Regions from separate parts of the Bos taurus genome. Here region 2 is linked to region 1. The links are chromatin contacts, called in public Hi-C maps. All regions are on one chromosome and are shown on one strand. Each heading gives the region's core, a stretch centred on a gene start, on an enhancer-like site or on the middle of the called end of the contact. The rest is flanking DNA. Distances are from core to core; before and after follow the strand shown.

Evidence for each region. Hi-C and Micro-C count contacts between places; a contact is called where the count stands out from the background.
Region 2: a contact with region 1 is called in a Hi-C map of an unstated tissue, with 4 times the contacts expected there. The contact joins the enhancer-like site here to the promoter of MBP in region 1. A contact is called at or near these places in 2 of 11 Hi-C or Micro-C datasets (skeletal muscle and an unstated tissue).

What each region holds. Positions count from the first base shown.
Region 1 is chr24:2,222,459-2,226,643 of ARS-UCD2.0, reverse strand. It overlaps MBP (myelin basic protein), which reads right to left and starts at 2,181. Exons shown (of 9, transcript NM_001206674.1): 1 at 2,104-2,181.
Region 2 is chr24:2,268,067-2,272,251 of ARS-UCD2.0, reverse strand. The region is part of intron 3 of MBP (myelin basic protein); the gene reads right to left. Among named protein-coding and RNA genes, the nearest start is that of MBP, 46 kb to the right of the region's middle. Within about 2 kb of position 1,846, at least 20 of the 102 cell types and tissues checked have an H3K27ac peak or open chromatin away from gene starts, as enhancers often do. A contact at or near this core is called in skeletal muscle, where this site is marked.

The DNA.
Region 1 (4,185 bases), core at 932-3,431:
ATACTGGAGTGGGTTGCCATTTCCTTCTCCAGGGGAATCTTCCCGACCCAGGGATCGAACCCAGGTCTCCTGCATTGCAGGCAGATGCTTTAACCTCTGAGCTACCAGGGAAGCCAGAAAAGAGGAAGGCAGCTCGGTGGGTGTTGCAAGTTGCCCTCTTCACCCTGCAGGGCAGCAACAGGGGCTGGTGGCAGATTTCTGGAACTGAGCCCTGGGCACCCCCGGGTGTCTCTGTGCCTTGGTTTCCTACTCAGTGAAAATGAGGGTTCTAATAGGGTAGTTACATCAAATGAGGGCATCCCAGGGTATCACACCTGTTAATGCAATGATATGCGGCTCTCAGAAGACAGCCTGGCCACTGGGAAGTGGTCAGAAACGCTACCTGGATACCTGGGGAGAAAAGGCCCAGGGACAGCTGTGATCCAGTGTAAGATTTTTAAAGACTCGAGAGAGAAACTGAAAGTCAAACAACATAACCTCCCATTAATGTTCAAAACTTCAGGAGGAAAAAGAAGAATTGCCAGAAAGCTTGGTCTCTGCCCTTTTCCACATTCACAGATGCCTTTGCTCAGGGCAAGTGGCCAGAGCCATTCCCGACCCAAACCAGGCTGGAGCGGTTCAACACCAAATCACAGCACAAGTGACTCAAAGTGTTCTTGTCTTTGGGCAGAAATGGGATACTTTGGAAAGTTTTTAAAGTGAATTTGAACCAAAGAGCTTTTGTTTAACCCTGAGTTAGTAAAGGTAGTCATTTCGGAACAGTTAAACCATTGGGAGCTACTATCAGCCACCATTTTACATAATATTTAACTGGATTCCCTCCTTTCAGGTTTTGGTTTATCCCATTTGGAAAAAAAAAAAAAATAGGAGGACTGACGGCTCCTCCCCTGAACTGGGAGAAACAGCTGTGAGGCTGCGTCCCAGTGCTGACCATCCCTTCCTGAAGGGCTGCTCAGGCCTGGCTCCGGCTGGGTCTGCACCCCACTCAGCTCCCCACGTCCATGAAGGCCCCCAGCACTCCGGTGTGACTCTGCCAGGGAGCCGGGGGCAGGACGGAGCCCGACACGGGGTGTCCCAGACCCCTGGGCCACACTCTGCAAACCGTTTCCCTGAGCTGGGGGTCTTGTCCAAAAGCCACAGGTCTTAAATAGGACACACCCTAAAGCGCCCTCTGAGAATCTCTCCAGGCCAGGTGTGGAGTCCCTGTCAGAACAGCCAGCGCCCCCAACCGGGTCTGCGACTGCCCACACTGCAGCCGCGCCGCAGAGGTTAAGTGAAGTCACGGTATGGGTTCCCTCACCTTGTCGCGACTGGAAAACAGAGAACCAGGAACCCAAAGGCGCTTGTTTCCTGCCAGAGTCCTACTGAGATCCCCAGAGAAACTCTAAGGCTTCTCCAAACCCACCTCTGCCTTCCGAAAGGAGAGGAGAAAGGAGACCCTGGGAGAAACGAGACAGTGCCCCCAGCAGTCCAGAGGAGCCAGAGCCACCGGGTGCCCGGGAATCGTGCAGAGCACGCGGTACCCTCGGGACGCCGGCCAGTCCCCGGGCCCAGAGGGGCTTCACACCCGGGCGCCAGGCGCGCAGGTGAGAGCAGGTGGACGCTGCGGCGCGGCGGAGCCAGGCCAGGCCTCCGGAAGGCGGAAGCCCGGAGCGTTGCCTGTCGCCGCCCTCGGCGCTCAAAGGGAAACTGGTTTTCGCCCGGGCTGGGGGAGGGGACAGGCAGGAGTCCGGGGTAAGCTCCAGACGTATCCTTACGGAGCACGTTAAGCGGCGGGGACCCCGGCCTGCCCTAAAGCTTGCCCAGGCAGCGGTCCCGCACCGCCCAGGGTGGCCTCCTTGACCTTTGCCACCTCCCACCCAAAACTCCACCCCGAGCGCCTCCTACGCTCTGCCCGCGACCCCGGCCCCCGACCCGGCCTTGCCCACACCTGGACACCCGTCGGGGACAGCCCCGCCGCTCCGGATCGGCGTCTACACCCGCGCCCACCCCTCGCAGAGTGGCCACCCGGGTGCCACCTGCCGCCACCTGCGCTGCCGCCCGATGGAGCCCCGCGCCCCGTCCCCGCGTCCCCGCTCCGAGGGCGCAGACAAAGGCACCCACCTGCCCTCGGCGAGGTCACCCACCGCGCGGCGATCGTCTCTCCAGGCTGAGGGCACCGCGGGGTCCGGGCCGCCTCCCACCGCCCGGGCCCCAAGCGCGCGGGGTCCCGGGGCTCCGGCGCCGCCTTCGGGGTCGGGGCCGCGGTCTCCGGGGCCGCAGACTCGTCCTTGCTGGCGCGGCGGCGCAGTCTGGCTGCTGCTCCGAGGGCCGGGCGCGCCCGCCGCTCCTCCCCCGCCTCCCGGGCTTCCTGCGAGCCAGGTAAACACTGCCGACGGGAGCCGGGCCTCCCACCTGCCGCCCGCGCGCCGACCACCTCCCCGCGGCTCCGCCTCGCGGGCTCCGGGCGCACGCGGGCCCCGCGTGGGGCTGCCCTGTGCGGCGCGGACTCCGGCCCGGGCTGAACTGCGGCTCTAGAGCCTCCGCTCGCGGCTGAGCCGCCGAACCACCCCGCCCGAGCGCGGGGAGGGACCTGCGATAGCATCTGCTCCACGCCCCATTCCGCTGGCGGCGAGGGGCCAAGCGCGGCCGCCCGGCTGACTCCGCTGCACCGGCTCGGGGTTCGGGGCCGCCGCAAGACTGGCCCCTTGAGAGCTCCCGGGGGTCCTCGTGCATCCAGCGTACAGACTGGTGCTCCGCTGGAGAGCGGCGCCACAGTGGGAGGGCGCGCCCTGGGGTCTGCGGCCTGAGCATCTGTTGGCTTGTGGTCAGTGTCACGCTCTTGGTCCGAAGGAAGATTGTCCTTTGGACATCAGTCACCTGCACACAGTCAGATGGCCCTTCCCCTCACCCTCAACCCGGATTCTCAACCTCCTGATGGTGGAAAAGTAGGAGGCGTGGGGGGAGACGCTGGCGGATATGCTGGAGTCCTCACGACTTAGATTCCGGGTCGGGGGTCTGATCTGATGCTTTGTGGGAGCCGGCGGGGACCCTCCCTGTTTACCCCAGGGAGCGGAAGTCTGACCCCTGGCGAGGCTCAGCCCGGGTCCCCTGGGCCGGCCGCGCGCCAGGAGAGCCACCTCCCAGTGTGGCTTCAGGGCCCCTTGTCCCAGCCAGCCCTCACAAGCCGGGAATCTGGGAACCACGTCCCAGTGCTGGTGATGCCAACAGAACTGTGTCCACCACCGCAGAAATGTTTGCTTCTTTCCTCGGAAAAGATTCGTCTGGGGGTTTCTGGAGTTGGAGAGGGGAGGTCAGGAAGACAGCTGAGCAGCAACGCTGGCCGATCAGAAGGCGAAGTTTGCCTGTTTCCCGGTTTTCCGTGGGGCCTTCCCTCCTTGCAGTAGAGAGTGGCTGGGTGCGGGTAGGGGAGCCGGAGGAATCCAAGGACGCTCAGGGCACTGACTGACCCCAGAAGCTCCCTGATTCCCAGGTCCCTGACTCCAGTCACTCTTAAACTGCACCCCCCCCATATATACTGGGTTCCATGTGGGAGACAGTTTTAGGTGGCTCAGATAGTGAAAAATCCACCTGCAATGCAGGAGACCCCGGTTCAATCCCTGGGTCTGGAAGATCCCCTGGAGAAGGGAATGGCCACCCACTCCAGTATTCTTGCCTGGGAAATCCCACGGACAGAGGAACCTGGCTGGGCTACAGTCGATGGGGTTGCAAAGAGTTGGACATGACTGAGTGACTTTCACTTTAGCATCATAAACCACATCTCATCTTCTTCCCCCAGATGTCTTCCTGGGGTGACCAGGAAATAGGAGGACAGCCTTCTGACCTGCAGAGGTCAGTGAAGGCTGAATACCGGGGAGCCCAGGCCACAGGGAGACAGCAATGTTTGCCCTGCTTCCTGCTTGTAGAAACTTCACAGATGCCAACAGCCATCTCTGCAAATGGCAGACCTGCCAAGTTCCAGTTAAAACTGTCCTTATAGTGTTTATAAAATCCCACCATGCATGTATTTGGGGATGTAATGCCCCCTGATTCATGGGAACTTCAAGGACAGTGTACGTGAGGGAGCAAGGAACACCATAAAGTGATGAATGGGTGTTTGGAGGGCCCCACGTGCTGGTGGGAGGAACCAGCGTGAAGGAGGCAGAGGGGGGCGCTCCCCCTTGGGGCTGTGGGGCACACTTCACA
Region 2 (4,185 bases), core at 597-3,096, 46 kb before region 1:
TTATTAGTAATACATAATTTATATGCTTTATAACTTTATACTTATATGTGCTGTGCTGTGCTTAGTCGCTTAGTCATGACCGACTCTTTGTGACCCCATGGACTGTAGCCCGCCAGGTTCCTGTGTCCATGGGATTCTCCAGGCAAGAGTACTGGAGCGGGTTGTCATGCCCCCCTCCAGAAGATCTTCCTGACCCAGGGAACAAACCTCTGTCTCCTGCATTGCAGGCGATTCTTTGCCAGCTGAGCTACCAGGGAAGTCCCTATACTTATATACATATACTCAAATGTTTCTAACGTGAGTACTTTCCCCCTGGACATTGAACCTGGACAATTCTACGTCCATTATCTGACCTAACGTGGTGCGGCCACGTTCTCAGGATCCCATGACCCTGTGAGCTGCACTAGCGTCCATCCAGGGTGACAGGACTCCGTCTGCTCTGACTTCGGAGATGAGCGGCATGTCTGGAAGGGACCACGGTAGCTCTGGAAAGAGCAGGGCTGCCCTCTCTTGGAGACTTCTGTCCTCTGGGCATCGTCAGGGAGACCTGAGTCTTCTGCCCGCATTGGCTGAACCACCTGCCCTGCTTTAGTCCCCTGACTAGTGAGCTCTGGGGGAGGGGTTGGGGTGAGTGTCTACCTTCCTTCCTGCCTGGATTTCCAACCACAAGGCTAGTTTGTGCCGAGTGTGTGGGTGTGAGGTTCAAAAAAAGCCCAGTAACTGTCCCACCACAGAACACCCTGGTTCCCCAAAACCCAGGCAGCTCATGGTTCTCATAGGGTGTGACTGAGTCCCAAACTGTTTCTTCCTCTTTGAGTGACCAGGCAAAACAGTCCCAAGTGTTTCCACCTGTGGCCCAAAGACAAATTACAGAAAGATTTCCAAGAGCGTGCCAATGAGTTACTAACTTAGATCTAAATCATTCAGTAAAAATTTCCCAGGAAATGAAAAAGTAAATATAACTGCTAAGTAAGTCTGGGGCTTCCCAGGTGGCACAGTGGTAAATGCAGGAGACCCAGGTTCGATCCCTGGGTCGGGAAGATCCCCTGGAGAGGGCGTGGCAACCCCTCCAGTATTTTTGCCTGGAGAATCCCATGGACAGAGGAGCCTGGCGGGCTACAGTCCATGGGGTTGCAGAGTCCGACATGCCTGAGCCCAATAAAGTCTGCAGGTGCTCCCCAGAGATGGAGGAAGTCCCTCTGGTTTGAGTTGTGCAACTCATGGCTTCAGGCACGTGAGCCTGGCACTCAGCACATGTGCGGGGTCAGTGCCGGTCAGAGCCTCTAAACTCTCCGTCGGGCCTCTAAGTAGGACTCTCACAGAGCTGTCTTGACCTCCGCTGGGACCCTGAGGACAGGCATTCCGCAGACTTGGGTTAGGAAAAAGCTGATGGCCTCCCCGCACCTCTCACCCATCCCTGAGTTCTCTGACACGTGGACAAAATGATGTCCAGGAGCCTGAGGAGCATGGTTAAGTGGCTGCTGGTGACTCGTGGCTCATGGACCATCATGGGAGCAGAGTTTCTTCTTGTGTTTAGGGAGTTTCTGTCTGGTCAGGGAAAGACCCAGTTGCTGATTTCGTTGGAGTGACATTTGTATACACTTCAGAATTTGACAAGAATTCATATATACATCCCTCAAGAGTAGATAGTCAAGACTGATAGCCAAGATTATTTCAGCCTCTTTCCCCGTCTTCACTTTAGACTGGGTGTCTTTGGCCCCCAGGAAGGCATTAGGCTCGGGAGATTATATGAAGTTCAAAAGCAGACATCTGACAGCCCCGCAGGGCCCACATCTGCGTGACTCAGGAGAGCAGAGCACCAGGCAGGGGGGCCTGGGAGGGGCCCCGTCCCGGGCCACCCCATCCGCGGCCACACTTCCCCCCTGCTGTGACTCAGCGGTGACAGCAGCTCTTGCCCTGAGGCTGACAAGCAGGGCACTGCTCCCCAGTCACCCCGATGGGCTGAGAGCCTGGCTGTGAGCAGAACCTCAGACCAGCAGATATTTGAGCTGGTCTTACTGTTCAAGGCACCGGGAGCGCACAGTCGACAAGACAGGCAGAAGCTGGCTGATGGCAAGACTCTTCCCAGTAAAAAGCAAATCTAGCTTTGGACTGGGATGTTTGCACTTTCATTGGTTTTACATTCAACTCTAGATAATAAAAAACTCTCCAAATTGCAGATGGATCTGAGAAGGTTAAAGAGGGCTTCCTTTCAAAGTACTTCAGGAATTATACCACATTTGTAACTTAAGGAAAAGGCTTATAATAGATTTTTTTCATGTCATACAGATATTATACACATGTATATATCAATAAAACTGTGTGTGGGCATGCTGATAGCAAAAGAGAAGGCTGATGTTGTTATGAATAATCCTAAAAGCAATTAACCTGCAGAATAATGATAAAGATGATGCTTACTTTAAAAATAAGTGAGCTTAGCCAAAACAACTCTAAAAGCCTGCTCTTCTTTGTATGTAGAACCTAAAATTGGACATTTCTGTTTTGTCACCTTCTTTTATGTGTTTATACACATATGCAGTTGGAATAGAAGACTAAAGACACCTTTTAATCTAGAGGATTACAGGCAGCTTTAGTGTTTAAGTCACTGACACTCAGAGGCTCTGTACAGACTCACAGACTGTGCCCCCCTCTAGACCCTAAGGCACGCAGGCTGCTCTCCAGGCAGGCTGCCCTCTTCCCCTTTCCTCTGCCTCCATGGAGTGTAAACCCCACCACCAAGAGGCGCCGGGCTGTTCAGGCCCCAGGAAAACCCGCAAGGAAATCAGTACACAGCAATGGCTCCTATCCCGCCTGCCTATCTTGACTCCACTCCACTAATCCTCAGGGCTTCATCTCTGGGCCTTTGGGCTGATTTTTATGGAAGCTTAAGACACTGAGAAAGTGGGCAGTGGTAGGCTGTCTAGTTCCATCCTTCTTGTGTGCCGCTCAACAAGGATGAGGTTATAGAAAAGGAAAGGATTTTTTAAAAACAGTATTTAGAAAGATGGTAACAATAACCCTGTGTACGAGACAGCAAAAGAGACACTGATGTATGGAACAGTCTTTTGGACTCTGTGGGAGAGGGAGAGGGTGGGATGATTTGGGAGAATGGCATTGAAATATGTATAATATCATATATGAAACGAGTCACCAGTCCAGGTTCGATGCACGATACTGGATGCTTGGGGCTGGTGCACTGGGATGACCCAGAGGGATGGTACGGGGAGGGAGGAGGGAGAAGGGTTCAGGACGGGGAACACGTGTATACCTGTGGCAGATTCATGTTGATATATGGCAAAACCAATACAATATTGTAAAGTTAAAAAATAAAATAAAATACATAAAAAAATAAAAACAGCAGATAAATTGGGAACAAAATTAAAAAAAAACAAAAACAAAAAATTGGGGTGGATTTTCCTGCCTGATAAGTGAAGTGTGAAGAGACTCTTTTTTGGAAATGAGCAGAGACCCAGCCAGACCCTGTGGGGAGGCCTCGTTCTGTGACCGTCAGACCTGCAGGCAGGGCTGACAGAGGCTAAGGTGTGTCTTAGCAGCCAGAGAACAGCCCTCCGTTTTGATAAGCGAGCTACCAGGAGCCGGCCTCTAGGAATACAAACACGTGGAGCAAGGAGCGACACTTAGGGCAGGTCTGCTCAAGTCCCAGCTTGGCCTGTGGCCCTGGGCGAGCCACCAGGGCCACCATCATGCGGCGGAGGGGACCCAAGAGTGAACGTACAGAAATCGGTGGGAACACGCCCGTTCACTCCTGGGGTGAGAGGCAACCTCCGTCTCTAGGGCGACGAGTAAGTAAACTTTTACAGAAAACATATTTCCCAACACCTCCTGAGTCACTGTCGGTAGTTAAATAAACACCAGCGTGTCCAGGCCCTGGGACCACTGCCCTTCCTCATTAGATGTTTCTTATGTGCACTGTTACCACTTCTAATGTCCACACCCAACTGGTCAAATAAATGATCGGAGAAACACTGTATAGCAAGGGGAAAACTGGGAGATTTCTGGTGTCTGTGGGCACAAAACAGCACGAGAAACCCAACCAAGAGCACAAGCAAGATGGAGACGGGTACTGCGGGCGGCCAGGGCAGTCTCACATGGGGGCGGAGGATGCAAGGGTGTTCTCAGGAGGCGGGTGGAGGGAACTTAGCCTCTAGGTTTCTGCACAGCCTG